Regions from separate parts of the Mus musculus genome. Here regions 1 and 2 are each linked to region 3. The links are chromatin contacts, called in public Hi-C and HiChIP or PLAC-seq maps. All regions are on one chromosome and are shown on one strand. Each heading gives the region's core, a stretch centred on a gene start, on an enhancer-like site or on the middle of the called end of the contact. The rest is flanking DNA. Distances are from core to core; before and after follow the strand shown.

Region 1 (3,799 bases), core at 433-2,932, 260 kb before region 3:
CCCCCCGCCCCCCTGCAGTATTGAGGATTAAAACCCAGTGTCATCTGAATGCTAAAAATTTCTATATTCCCAACATAGTCCATTCTTTAAAAACAGAGTTCTTTTTTTTTTTTGGACAGGGTGTCTCTGTGTAGGCTTGGCTGTTTTCTAGTTCTAACTTGATCTCAAACTCAGAAATTCTGTGCCTCTGGCTCTCCAGTACTGAGATTGTAAGAGTGTGTCACTTCACCAGGCTGAAAGAGATTCTTAAGCCCAGCATTCAGGAGGCACAGGCAGGTTACTCATTGTGAGTTTCAGGCTAATCTAGTTTATAAAGCAAGTTCCAGGCCAGCCTGAACAAGATGGTAGGGTAGGGGAGGAGGGTAGGGGAGGAGAGAGAGTGAGAGGAAGAAGAGGAGACAGAGACAGACAGACAGATGGACTCTTAGATCTATTCTCCTATATCACAATACTTGAGAAGCAGCTTAGGGGCTGAAAGCTAGCAGGGGAATAAGAGGTTTGAAGTCCACACCTTTCCTTCCTCAATGTGACTCCTAAAACCATGCCTAGAAATACAATAGCTTATTTACAGTTTTTAAAAAGTCACTCTCCTTAAAGGAATTTTGAAAGCAAAGCCAATGTTGTAAGTTAGCGACTCTTCTTTCTAAGCACTGCCCTTTAGCTGGCTCAGCCCAGGCTATGTGGTAGGGTTGCAGAGTCTTTGGTTTAGTCACAGGCACTTAGCGTGCTTGTGGAAACTGTTATACTTTTCCATGAGTGAAGACTTTATCAATAAAAAAATAAAAACATATAGAACTTAATTTTATATGATATTAAATTTAAAGCCATGAACACACACACACACACACACACACATCTTACACACAGTTTGGTTTTTTGAGACAGGGTTTCTCTGTGTAGCCCTGGCTATACTGGAATTCACTCTGTAGATCAGGCTAGTATCCCAGCTCACAGCCTGCCTCTGTCTCCCTAGTGCTAGGATTAAAGGCCTATACCTCCACACCTGGCATAAAAAAATTTTTAATCACCTACCTGAGGCTGGTAATTCCTGGAAAAACCTGAACACCACTACTGGAGAACTGAGCTCATCTTCCACCTGCAAAAAGAGAACTGTGCTGTTACAACACTGAAGATAGGGCTAAACATCAGCGGGATAAGACAGTATCTTTGGAAAGAAAATAGGCAGAAATGCTGCTTATACACAAACATTAAAAGGCTCAAAGGGTGTAACTGGCCTGAGGTGACCAATGAAAATGATGGTCCCTCCCTCTCTTGACCCAACAGACTCTATGAAGTCATGCATAAACGAGCAACTTAAAAAAAAAAAGTGTATGAGTTAACCAAGTTATGCTTGGTACCCACAGAGGCCCGAAAAGGATACTGGATATCCTGGAAATGGAGTTTCAGAATAGTGTGAGCCATTATATAGGTGCTGAGAACCAAACCTGGGTCTTTTGCAAGAAAAGCAACTGTTCCTAACTGCAGAGTCATTTCTTCAGCCTAAATCAAGAACTTTTTATACTCAGGAATTTAAAAGAAAATCTTTCATTATCTTTTATAACAGAACAATATGAGCAATGCTCATACTGGCAGCTTAAAAACTACCAGGGTATTGTCAGACGAGTGGCTCAATGTCTCTCCTAATAGATGACAATGATAACACTGCAGAGTAGACTGCATTACTCTGGCATCATGTACTTCCCTCTCCACAGTCAGCCAACCACCAGGCTTTACCACACAACCAAGCAACAATCTGAGGCAGGCTTTTTTGTTGGGATCAGCTCTGGGGATGCTTTCTTTCAGTATTTAACAGTTGTAATCTATCACTGAAGCTTTGAATCCTTTTGTAATTAAATTATGCTGTGGCTGATAAACTTATCAGTAAAACCACAACAAGGAAGTTTCTATGCACACACAGGAAGCAGCTGGCCCATCGATTTTTCTAACTTTTTTTAGGTTATTGTTTTGAGAGAGAAGGTTTTACTGTGTAGCTGGCCTGGAACTCAGTATGTAAACCAGGCTGGTCTTGAACTTAAGAGTAATCGCCCTGCTTCTGTCTCCCAAGTGCTGAGATTAAAGGTGTGTACTACCAGGCCTGGCTCTACTAATACTCTAAGGAGATAAGTGGATGACATTCTGATTAGGCAAGGGTTACATTTACATTTGCTAATTATTTGTGGAGCTGGGTACTTATAATGCTTTCATATCTCTCATCTCTAACTTTCTTTTTTAAAAAGATTTATTTTATGTATATGAGTACACTGTAGCTGTACAGATGGTTGTGAGCCTTCATGTGGTGTTGGGAATTGGATTTTAGGACCTCTGCTTACTTCTGTCAACTTCACTCGTTCAGTCCCTGCTTGCTCTGGCCCAAAGATTTTATTTATTATCTTACATAAGTACCCTGTAGCTGACTTCAGACCAGAAGAGGGTGACAGATCTCATTACAGGTGGTTGTGAGCCACCACATGGCTGCTGGGATTTGAACTTAGGACCTTCGGAAGAGCAGTCAGTGCTTTTACTCGCTGAGCCATCTTGCCAGCCCCTCTAACTTTCATATAAACAAAATTATTAGTGCCTTTACGGGAATAAGGATTTATTGTTTAAGCAGAACGGGTAAGTTCCACAAGCATGGAGGAACTAAAAAGTCACATAACAGAAGGGCCTGGACATGTCTTCAGTCTCTAAAAGAACACAGGGGCCATCCCAGACTAATCCCCAGCAAAACTTTCAATTACCATAGATGAGGAAAACAAGATATTCCATAACAAAGTCAAATCCAGCCCTACAGAAGGTACGAGAAGGAAAACACCAACACAAGGAGGTTAACTGCAAGTCACAAAGCAGGAAATAATCTCACACCAGCAAAGCCAAAAGAGAAGTGTACAATGCAAAACGAAGCAAACAAACCAAGAGGAGTAGACAGTAAGACATAACCAACTTAGGGCTGACAGCAATAAACTAGAAACAAAGAATCAAAGAAACAAAGAGAGAAAATCAACTAGACAAACCCTTATCCAAATCAACTAAAAGACAGAGCATCCAAATTAACAAAATCAGAGACGAAAATAACAAGTCAAAGGATGATTAGGTCATACTTAAAAAACTTGTATTCCACAAAATTGGAAAATCTAAAAGAAATGGACAATTTTCTTGATAGAAACCACTTATCAAAGTTAAATCAAGATCAGATAAACAATTTAAATAGACTTACAACCCCGAAGGAAATAGAAATAGTCATTAAAAGTCTTTCAACCAAAAAGAGCCTTTGGCCAGACAGGTTGAGGGCAGGATTTTACTAGACTTTCAAAGAAGAGCTAATACCCATACTCCTTAAATTATTCCACAAAACAGAAACAGAAGAAACGCTGCAAGACTCATTTTATGGGGCTTCAGTCACCCTGATACCCAAACTACACAAGAATTCATCAGAAAAAGAGAATTACAGACCAATTTCCTTCATGAACATTGATGCAAAAGTACTCAATAAAATGCTCGAAAACTGAATCCAAGAACACATCAAAAAGATCAAGTAGGGCTTCATCCCAGAGATGTAGGGATGGTTCAACATATGAAAATCAGTCGAGCCGGGCGTGGTGGCGCACGCCTTTAATCCCAGCACTCAGGAGGCAGAGGCAGGTGAATGTCTGAGTTCGAGGCCAGTCTGGTCTACAAAGTGAGTTCCAGGACAGCCAGGGCTATACAGAGAAACCCTGTCTCAAAAAACCAAAAGAAAAAAAGATAATCAGTCAATGTAATCCACCACAAAAACAAATCGAAAGAAAAAAAACCTTATGAT
Region 2 (3,868 bases), core at 1,219-3,718, 360 kb after region 3:
ATATATGTATTTATTTTTTGTAAGTTAATACCATTCTTTCACTTTAAAGGGCCCAGATTTCTCCTGAGAGTCTTTTTGTAATGACACTGGAAACATGACTATTTGAAAATAATTTGCAGTAAAGAAAAATATTTCATTTCTTTCTAAACGACCATTTTATTTTTATTTTTTATTTTTTGGGCACAAAGGTCTCAACCTCTACTGTGGAAGAACCAGGCTAAGACAGCTATGATACCACTGTCATCAATAGTGGCAGGGCAGGACTGGAGAGGTGGCTCAGCAGTTAGTGCTTGTTCCTCTTACAGAGGGATAAGTCTCAGTTCCCAGCACCTGTGTTCAGTGTCTTACAGTTGCCTATATCTCTAGCTCCAAAGGGCCAGTGCCTCTTTTGGGCAAATTAAAAATAAGAAAGAGATGGGGGAGGGCAAAGGTAAGAGCTGCCTGGAGTCTGGCAGTGAGGCAGAATGGCAAAGTCCATAAATACCTGGGCTTGCGTCCTACTGTCGGTTTTTGGACATGTGACCCTGGACAAAGCTGTGTCACAAGTGTCCCAAATACTTCTTGGTAATAAGTGGGGCTGATCTGTACTGACACTGCTTATGATCTTGGGAAATGGGGCTAGTGAGATGGCTCAGTTGGTAAAGTGCTTGCCATCTGTGCAGGGGAACCTGCATTCCAATCCTCAACATAAAAGCCAGGTAATATATCCATACAAACCCCTGCACTGGGGAGGAAACGGGAGCAACGTTGGGGTTCTCTAGCCAGTCAGCCTAGCCAAGTCACTGAGCTCCTTGTCCAGTGAGAGCATAAGGTGGGAGCTAGAGCAATGGCTCAGAGGTTAGGAATGCATGATGTACCTGCAGAGGACCCAGGTTCAGTCCCTTGCACCCATATTGGACAGCTCAGAACTATCTGTAACTTGAGTTTCCGGCCTCTAAGGTCACCTGCACTCATGTGCATATAAACACAAACTTACACAATACACAAAACAAAATGAATCTAAAAAGAAAGATAGACTGAAGAGATGACTCAGTGGTTAGAGCACTAGCTGTTCTTCCAGAAGACATGGGTTAAATTCCAAGCACCTACATGGCAGCTCACAATTCACAAACATCTGTACCTCTAGTTTCTTGTGGCCTCTGCTAGCATCAGGCTGAACATTGGGCACAGACTTGTATGCAGAAAAATACCCATACACTAAAAATATTTTTTAAAGGTAGAGAAAAAATAACAAGCAGCCCCTGGGCTACAGGTGCACACAAAGTGGACACAGGCTTGATAGTCTCCAAAGAGTTGGGCTCCTCTCTCCAGAGTAAAAACCAAATTCATCATGTCCTTGCCACTGGGTCTTGTGGGCCAGGGGTGTAGGGGAAGGAGTGGAGAGGGAGAGAGCCCACATCCTGCTGGACGCTTTCCACTCGGCCCCAGGTGGGCATCTGGTTGTGTGAAGCCACTGGACCCCACTCGATGGGGGTGGGGTGGTGGTGGACAAGTGGCAGCCCCCAATACCAGGGACCCTGGGGCGACAGCCTCAGCCCCAGAGTTACAGGAGAGAGGGCAGAGGGAGAGAGGTTCCCACGCAGGCGAGAGTCCTAAGTCTGGTCTGTGGCTGGAGCACAGGAAGGTCTGATGGAAGACTAGGCATGGCTCGTTAGGAGAAAGCCTATCCCATCCTCCAAGCACAGCGGGCCTTGGTGAACAGAGACAGTCTATGGTTTTAGAGCTTTATTGTAGAAAGGCAGGGAGAAAGGAGAGGAGGGGAGAGAGAGAGAGAGAGAGAGAGAGAGAGAGAGAGAGAGAGAGAGAGAGAGAGAGAGAGAGAGAGAGAGAGAGAGAGACTGGCTGGCCATGGCCAAGAGGAGAGAAAGGGGAAAAGGAGAGAGAGAAGAAAGGCTAGAGTAAGAGGGAGAGAGAGTAAGAGAGTGAGGAGGGGCCAAGTAGCCCCTCTTATAGTGGGCTTGTATTATCTTGCTGTTGCTAGGTAACTGGAAGGAGTCTAGCCTGAAGGTCAGAAGTCTATGTGACTACTAGCCACATGCTTCTCATGTGGAGGCTATGGAGGTAGTAACTTTGACTGGAGCCAGGGGTTCAGGAGACATGAGGGAACGCCTACCGTCCCATGTAGGTGAATTATCACCCATCAGGTTCTACCGGGGTTCACAACCTCAGCTCGACTGGAGACCAGACTGTGCATAGCCCATTACCCCACAGGGTCTCATAGTGGAGGATCAGAGAATGTGGATGACAACCAGCCTCTCTTCCATTTCCAAAACTGGAGGGGACACTTGTGTCCCCCTCACATTCCATTTTCAAAGTCAGCTATGTGCTTAGCCACAACCAGAATAGAAAGGAAGCAAAGAGCACGCTGCTCAAAGGATGTTTTCTTCATGTCTTCCTCCCCAGTGCTCTAAGGTCTGGAGAGTGAGGAAGTGAGACTGGGCGCTGGCTTGGTCTGAGTTGGTCTAGGTGAGTATGAGGAGTGAAGAATACCCTCAAGAGGGAGAAGTGAACTGTGTGTACCACACCTCAAGACCATGCCCTAGGCACATGTATACTGCCATTGTTGCCCCTCACTGAAACCATCAGTTTGCCTTAGAGCAGTGCGGTTAGGGATCCCCTACCATAAGACTCAGCACCATCTAGACCCTGTTGACTCCACGTGAATCGTGTCTGCAGGGTGTGTTTCTGAGCCTCAGTTGCAGGGCAGATCTTCAACAGTCTTCAGTGCTCCCTGAGGGAAGAGCTGGGATAGGGCACTGGGTTCTGGGGTCAAGTTTTATCTGCCCAGTAAAGAGCTGCTAAAACAATCAAATTCTCAGATCAAGACTTCAGAGTACAGGAGAAAAGGGAGGTCCTGGGCTCTCCTAATGTCGGCCCTTGGCCATCCCACCCAGCCACGCTGTCTTCTGCCCTGCAGCCATACCGACTCCATGCATACATGAGTCAATGTAATTGCTGCCACATCCTCCTGTGTCTTCTTCCAGTTCCTGTTCAAGCTGACGTTGTTTCACGAGCTTCTGCTGTGTTTCTTTCAGGCCCAGTGACGTCTAAAGCACCTTCTGCAGCTCCCATACAGAGTGTAGGTCCATTGTTACTAGGGCCCCTTGAATGTGACATATCTGGGAACTGTAGATGCTGCCATGGTGCCATAGAGGTCAGTGCCTTGACACTGAGACCATTTATCAGAATGACTGTATTATCTAATGCTTCCTGTGCCTGGTTCACCCAGTCAGTATTGAGTGTCTTTGTTTCGCACTGTGTAAAATTCTGGAGGCACAGTAGACAAACGTGTAACTTCTCAAGCAATTCTTTCAGTTCAAGAAAGAAAGGAAGCTTGCCCCTAGTCTCCGCCTTTGAGGAAGTAGTCTAGGGCAGAAGTCAGTTCTGGGTATGTGCTGAGGAAGTTAGGAAGGTGGATTGCTGGAAAGGTGGGCTGCTGGGAAGAGATTGACATTAAACTTCTCTGGCCTCAGTTTTCTGTCAAAGGGATTTGGTACTGTCAGTATAGCCTTAGAGAAGCGGGAAGGAAGGGTTGGTGCCTGCCTTGGGCTGAATTGCCTGAATGGGCTATGCTACCTGCGTTTACATCCATGCCTGGCACACAGCTGTAGATGTAGTGAGGAAGACAACTCTGGTGTAGCTGAGACATCTTAAGTGCCAAATCAGGGGGTGACTCAGTATTTGTCCTGCATGGGTTCTATTCCCAGCACCACTGGAAAAAAGAAAAGGAAAGGAAAAAGAAAAAAAAAGGCCTACAGTGACATGTAGAGGGTTAGGCCTGCTGGGGCTGATTCCTGTTCCTGCCACCAGCTGGTTCCTATAGCAGGCGAGCTTGGTTTGAGGGATTAGTGGCTAATCACCCTACTGA
Region 3 (4,204 bases), core at 1,001-3,500:
TTGAAGCACTTCAGCTGATTTACAATTTATACATTTAATGCATAGTTTAAAAAAATCAGACTCTTACCATTGCCACCTCTCAACACACAATGTGTCATTTAAACCCTGACTTTAAATACATGACATCGAGGCCATCTCCTCTCCTTAACCTTATCCTTATCAAACTGGGACAGACAGAGAAGGGAAGCATGAAATAACTTTCTAGAAAGCTCTTAAATGGAATCCCCAAATGCAAATGTTTAAAAAAATGGGATGAAGCTACACTGGTTAACCAGACATAGTTACATAAAAAACAAGGCACACCAACAAGTCACCTAGAAGCCAGGAACTTTCCTGTCAGCCTAAAAATGGCTCTCCTGCCACTCACTCATTCCCCAGTGTGTGACCCACAGGCTCATGGGCATGCTTGGCTTCTCGAACAACCACAAATCCATTTGCTTAAACAAATGATGGAGATTGCTCAATGGGACTCAAGCCACTTCCTGCTGAGTGATCTCTGCGAATTTCTTCCCAACCACCACAATTCACAACAGTCTAGAAAAATTTGGTGAAATATTACAGATTCCTTAATGGAAGAGTTCTTTCAAATAAGTGGGAGAAATAAAGGAAGAACATGTTTATCTAAAAGTTTAAAAATAAAACAAAAACAAAAACAAACAAACAAAAAACAACAACAACAACAAAAACCCAACCATTTCCCTAGGTGCCATTAATGAAAGTGGCTTCTGGGGTCAAGATATAAAATGAGGTTTTTAAGCCCATTTTTGTGTGTAGAGTCAGACAGTTTTCCCCCATCCTAATTTAATTCCATGTTCAAATGGGAGTTAAAGCTTGGTTACAGGTGCAAAAGAAAAGTTGGCTGCCAATTTGACTCTATTTTTGGGCTGCTTTTTGGCTGGGCTTTCCACTGCATCCTTGCTGAAAAGTGGCCTGGGGGCTTCTGAGGAGGGGCCAGGAGGAGCAGGAGAAGCTGCTGGGCTGCTGGGTGAGGAGTCACAGGACAGGTTTCCCTTTTGCACTGGTAGTGGAACTTCTGATTTTTCTTCTTGGTTTAAAACTAAAACTCCTAGAAAGACAGAAACATAAATAGATTTAGTTCTAGGGCTCATAAGAAGTACTGGTTTTCAGTTCATCTGTATTTAAAAAACAAAAACAAGCTTACAAAACCACACGAGAGCCAGGGGTGGTGGCTTGTAAGCCCAGCTCTCAGGAAGCCCAGACAGGATCACTACAGTGCCAGGCCGGCCTGGGCTACAACGTCAAGACAACACCTCAACACAAACAAAAACAAAAACAAAAATAAAACAGCACCTAGGGGGCGGAGGCGGAGGCGGTTAGATCTCTGTGAGTTTAAGGCCAGCCTGGTCAACAGAGCAAGTTCCAGGACAGTCGGGGCTGTTATTCAGAGAAACCTTGTCTAGAAAAAAAACAAAACTCCAAACCCAAACAACCAAAGCACCAAAGGTCACACTTAAACCACAGTTAGGTATTGGCTACATGGTGAATATTGTATGTCACATAAATAAAATATTTTTAAATGACACATCACTTTTCTTTAGATTGCAAATTTTTAGACATCACAGTGGCTCCCTCTAACGGGAGCTTTTCTTCCTCAGGCTCTGCTCCTTCATCCCTCTGTCTGGTGACTAAGACTCACCAACTTCCTGTGACTGTTCTGAGGCAGCAGAGAGAAGGACCTTAGTGCTCGCTAGTGAGTGCCTGCCCATTCTTCTTACAGAGGCCACATGCTTGCCATGGTGTTGACATCAGAGACAGACAAGGAAAGAGCCACTTGGAATCATGGCTACTTTAGAAGGTCAGCTGTTTTCTTCAGTTTAGATTTCATGTAGCCCACATGTGTTTGAGAAAGACAGACTTCTGTGTCTTAGATGACTTCTATGTGTAGCAAGAAACCCCTACAGGCCAAGTAATAGTGACAGAGGGATGACACTGCCCCAGCTTCTCCTGAGATGGGCAGGAACCTGTGCTCCGCAAACTCTTGTTCTTCTCTGTCACAAGCATTTGGAAGAGCTCCTGTGTATGTGTGCATAAAGGCCAACACCCCATGAAGAAGCAACTCTCCACCTCCACCATCCCCAACCCCTCATTTCACAGTGAGCCTACGTTCTTATTGGCTCTTTCCCTGTAATAAGCAGCTTCAAACTCTCCTGGCCCTATCTGGGACCAGCAGTGTCAAATACTGCCTTACAAAGACTACGGAGAGTGGAAGCGAGCCAACAGTAGAGAAGGAAGTATAGGCAGAAAAGGGAAGAGTCAGATTCAAGTGACAAAAGGGGAAAGTAAAGGCTTTCCACAGAGCATCTGGGACTCCTCAAAGATAGAGTGACAAACAGTCAAAAGGCTTTAGTCACTTAACCTGTAGAGCAGAGGTGGTGGCCCATCAGCCCCAGCACCTGATACAGGGGTAAGAAACTGAATGGACTTCACCTCAGGCTAACACTAAGTTAGGAAGTTAAGAGACCAGCATTTAATTCCAGCACTCAGGAGGCAGAGGCATAAGTATCTCTGTGAGTCAAGAGACCAGCATAATCTACAAAGCAAGTTTTAGTCTAGCCAAAGCTACAGTGAGATCCTGTCTTAAAACAACCACCACCACCAAAGAGGTCACTTTTCTTGTTTTTTTAGGTCACAGGAATCTGGGACCTCAAGCCATAAGAACCTTGCTCAGACTAGCTTCGTAAAGCCAGAATCCACTGGGACCTAAGTAAATGTTGTGTAGCAGGGGACAGGTGTTGCCTAAGGAGCAGCTGAACCTCAGACGTGGTAGGAAGGCCAGAAGTTCAGAGGACCTGGGACAGGACTCATTACTCAAGGGCTCCTCCACAACCCAGTAACATTGGCCCCTTAACTTTAGATTATACCTGTGGGGAGCCGCCCTCACATTCGCCGTTGCAAGATGGCGCTGACATCCTGTGTTCTAAGTGGTAAACAAATAATCTGCGCATGTGCCAAGGGTAGTTTTCCACCCCATGTGCTCTGCCTTCCCCGTGACGACAACTCGGCCGATGGGCTGCAGCCAATCAGGGAGTAATACGTCCTAGGCGGAGAATAATTCTCCTTAAAAAGGGACGGGGTTTCGCCACTCTCTCTCTTGCTTTTGCTCTTGCACTCTTGCGCTCTTGCGCTCTGGCTCCTAAAGATGTAAGCAATAGAGCTCTTGCTCTCTTGCACTCTTGCTCCTGAAGATGTAAGCAATAAAGTTTTGCCGCAGAAGATTCCGGTTTGTTGCGTTCTTCCTGGCCGGTCGCAAGAACGCGGGTAAGATATACCAGGTTTGTAAATCCTATTAGCAGACACTCCAACAAGGGCGGGCAGAGGCTGAATAGTCGGCACAGGTACTTTTACACCTGAAACAGTATTGCTTTTTCCTGTGTTCATCAGGCACCTCCTACACTGGCATCGTGAGTCATCTGTTAGACCCACAGACAAGTGTCCACCATATAGGCTGCAACCTACCCAAAGGCTCTTGAGGGTGTTCCTCAAACTGAATGAGATCAGCGGGCTTCAGGATGACAGGATCTGGTCTTAGCTGAGGGGATGGCAGGCATGAAGGAACAGGAGCACAGAGCAGGTCAACGGGGGAGCTGCTGGCCAGGTGCAGAAGCTCCTGCTCCATCTGGCTGGGTCCTGCAGAGAGGGAGGAGACAGACAGCTATAGTCAGACAGGCACAGAGGTCTGCCTGAGGCTTTCCTCAGCCTCCGAAGTCAGCATCAAGTAATCAAGCAGCGCATGCTCTTTCTCTCCCATAGTCATTCATTCATTCATTCATTCATTCATATATATATATATGTGTGTGTATGTATATCATATATCATATTAATATATATACATAAACAAAAACAACCAAACACGTACGCCACTATCAGAAAGAAGACTCATGGCAAACAATAAACCAAAGCCAACAGTCTGCTGAAGATTTTTGTTCTTTAGAACAGTGGACTCTGAAGAGGCCCAAAAAGGAAAAGGGCCATTGGAGGAGACACAAAATTACAGAAGGTTGGGGACAGTGGAAGGAGGCAGCTAGGGTAAGAAGCCTCAGCAATGTCAGATGCTGGAAACATTAACTTTTCTCTTAGAGCAGGAACAGTAATCCTTCTAGCTACTTGTGATGTTATAAGAGCATCCCTCTTAATGGGATCTTCATACACACGGTGAAATCCAAGTCTACAGAATTCTGGAGTT

The links. A called contact is a pair of places that touch in the nucleus more often than the background predicts. HiChIP or PLAC-seq counts read pairs in DNA pulled down with a chosen protein or histone mark.
Region 1: a contact with region 3 is called in a Hi-C map of bone marrow-derived macrophages, with 16 read pairs. The contact joins two enhancer-like sites. A contact is called at or near these places in 1 of 39 promoter capture datasets (neural stem cells), 14 of 484 Hi-C or Micro-C datasets (bone marrow-derived macrophages, cerebral cortex, cortical neurons and 7 more), 4 of 115 datasets of contacts at active chromatin or transcription factors (all in embryonic stem cells) and 3 of 9 other capture datasets (adipose tissue, embryonic stem cells and liver).
Region 2: an H3K27ac HiChIP or PLAC-seq map of microglia shows a contact between it and region 3, with 4 times the contacts expected there. The contact joins two enhancer-like sites. A contact is called at or near these places in 1 of 484 Hi-C or Micro-C datasets (the G1E-ER4 cell line) and 1 of 115 datasets of contacts at active chromatin or transcription factors (microglia).

The regions. Positions count from the first base shown.
Region 1 is chr16:13,846,694-13,850,492 of GRCm38.p6, forward strand. It overlaps Pdxdc1 (pyridoxal-dependent decarboxylase domain containing 1), which reads right to left. Exons shown (of 23, transcript NM_053181.3): 14 at 1,033-1,096. Among named protein-coding and RNA genes, the nearest start is that of Ntan1, 29 kb to the left of the region's middle. Within about 2 kb of position 1,683, at least 20 of the 459 cell types and tissues checked have an H3K27ac peak or open chromatin away from gene starts, as enhancers often do. A contact at or near this core is called in bone marrow-derived macrophages, where this site is marked.
Region 2 is chr16:14,474,728-14,478,595 of GRCm38.p6, forward strand. Abcc1 (ATP-binding cassette, sub-family C (CFTR/MRP), member 1) reads left to right here. Exons shown (of 31, transcript NM_008576.3): 31 at 1-151. Among named protein-coding and RNA genes, the nearest start is that of A630010A05Rik, 86 kb to the right of the region's middle. Within about 2 kb of position 2,469, at least 31 of the 459 cell types and tissues checked have an H3K27ac peak or open chromatin away from gene starts, as enhancers often do. A contact at or near this core is called in microglia, where this site is marked.
Region 3 is chr16:14,110,706-14,114,909 of GRCm38.p6, forward strand. Marf1 (meiosis regulator and mRNA stability 1) reads right to left here. Exons shown (of 27, transcript NM_001081154.2): 26 at 3,478-3,648; 27 at 1-1,066. The coding sequence ends at 825. Among named protein-coding and RNA genes, the nearest start is that of Marf1, 46 kb to the right of the region's middle. Within about 2 kb of position 2,251, at least 54 of the 459 cell types and tissues checked have an H3K27ac peak or open chromatin away from gene starts, as enhancers often do. A contact at or near this core is called in bone marrow-derived macrophages and microglia, where this site is marked.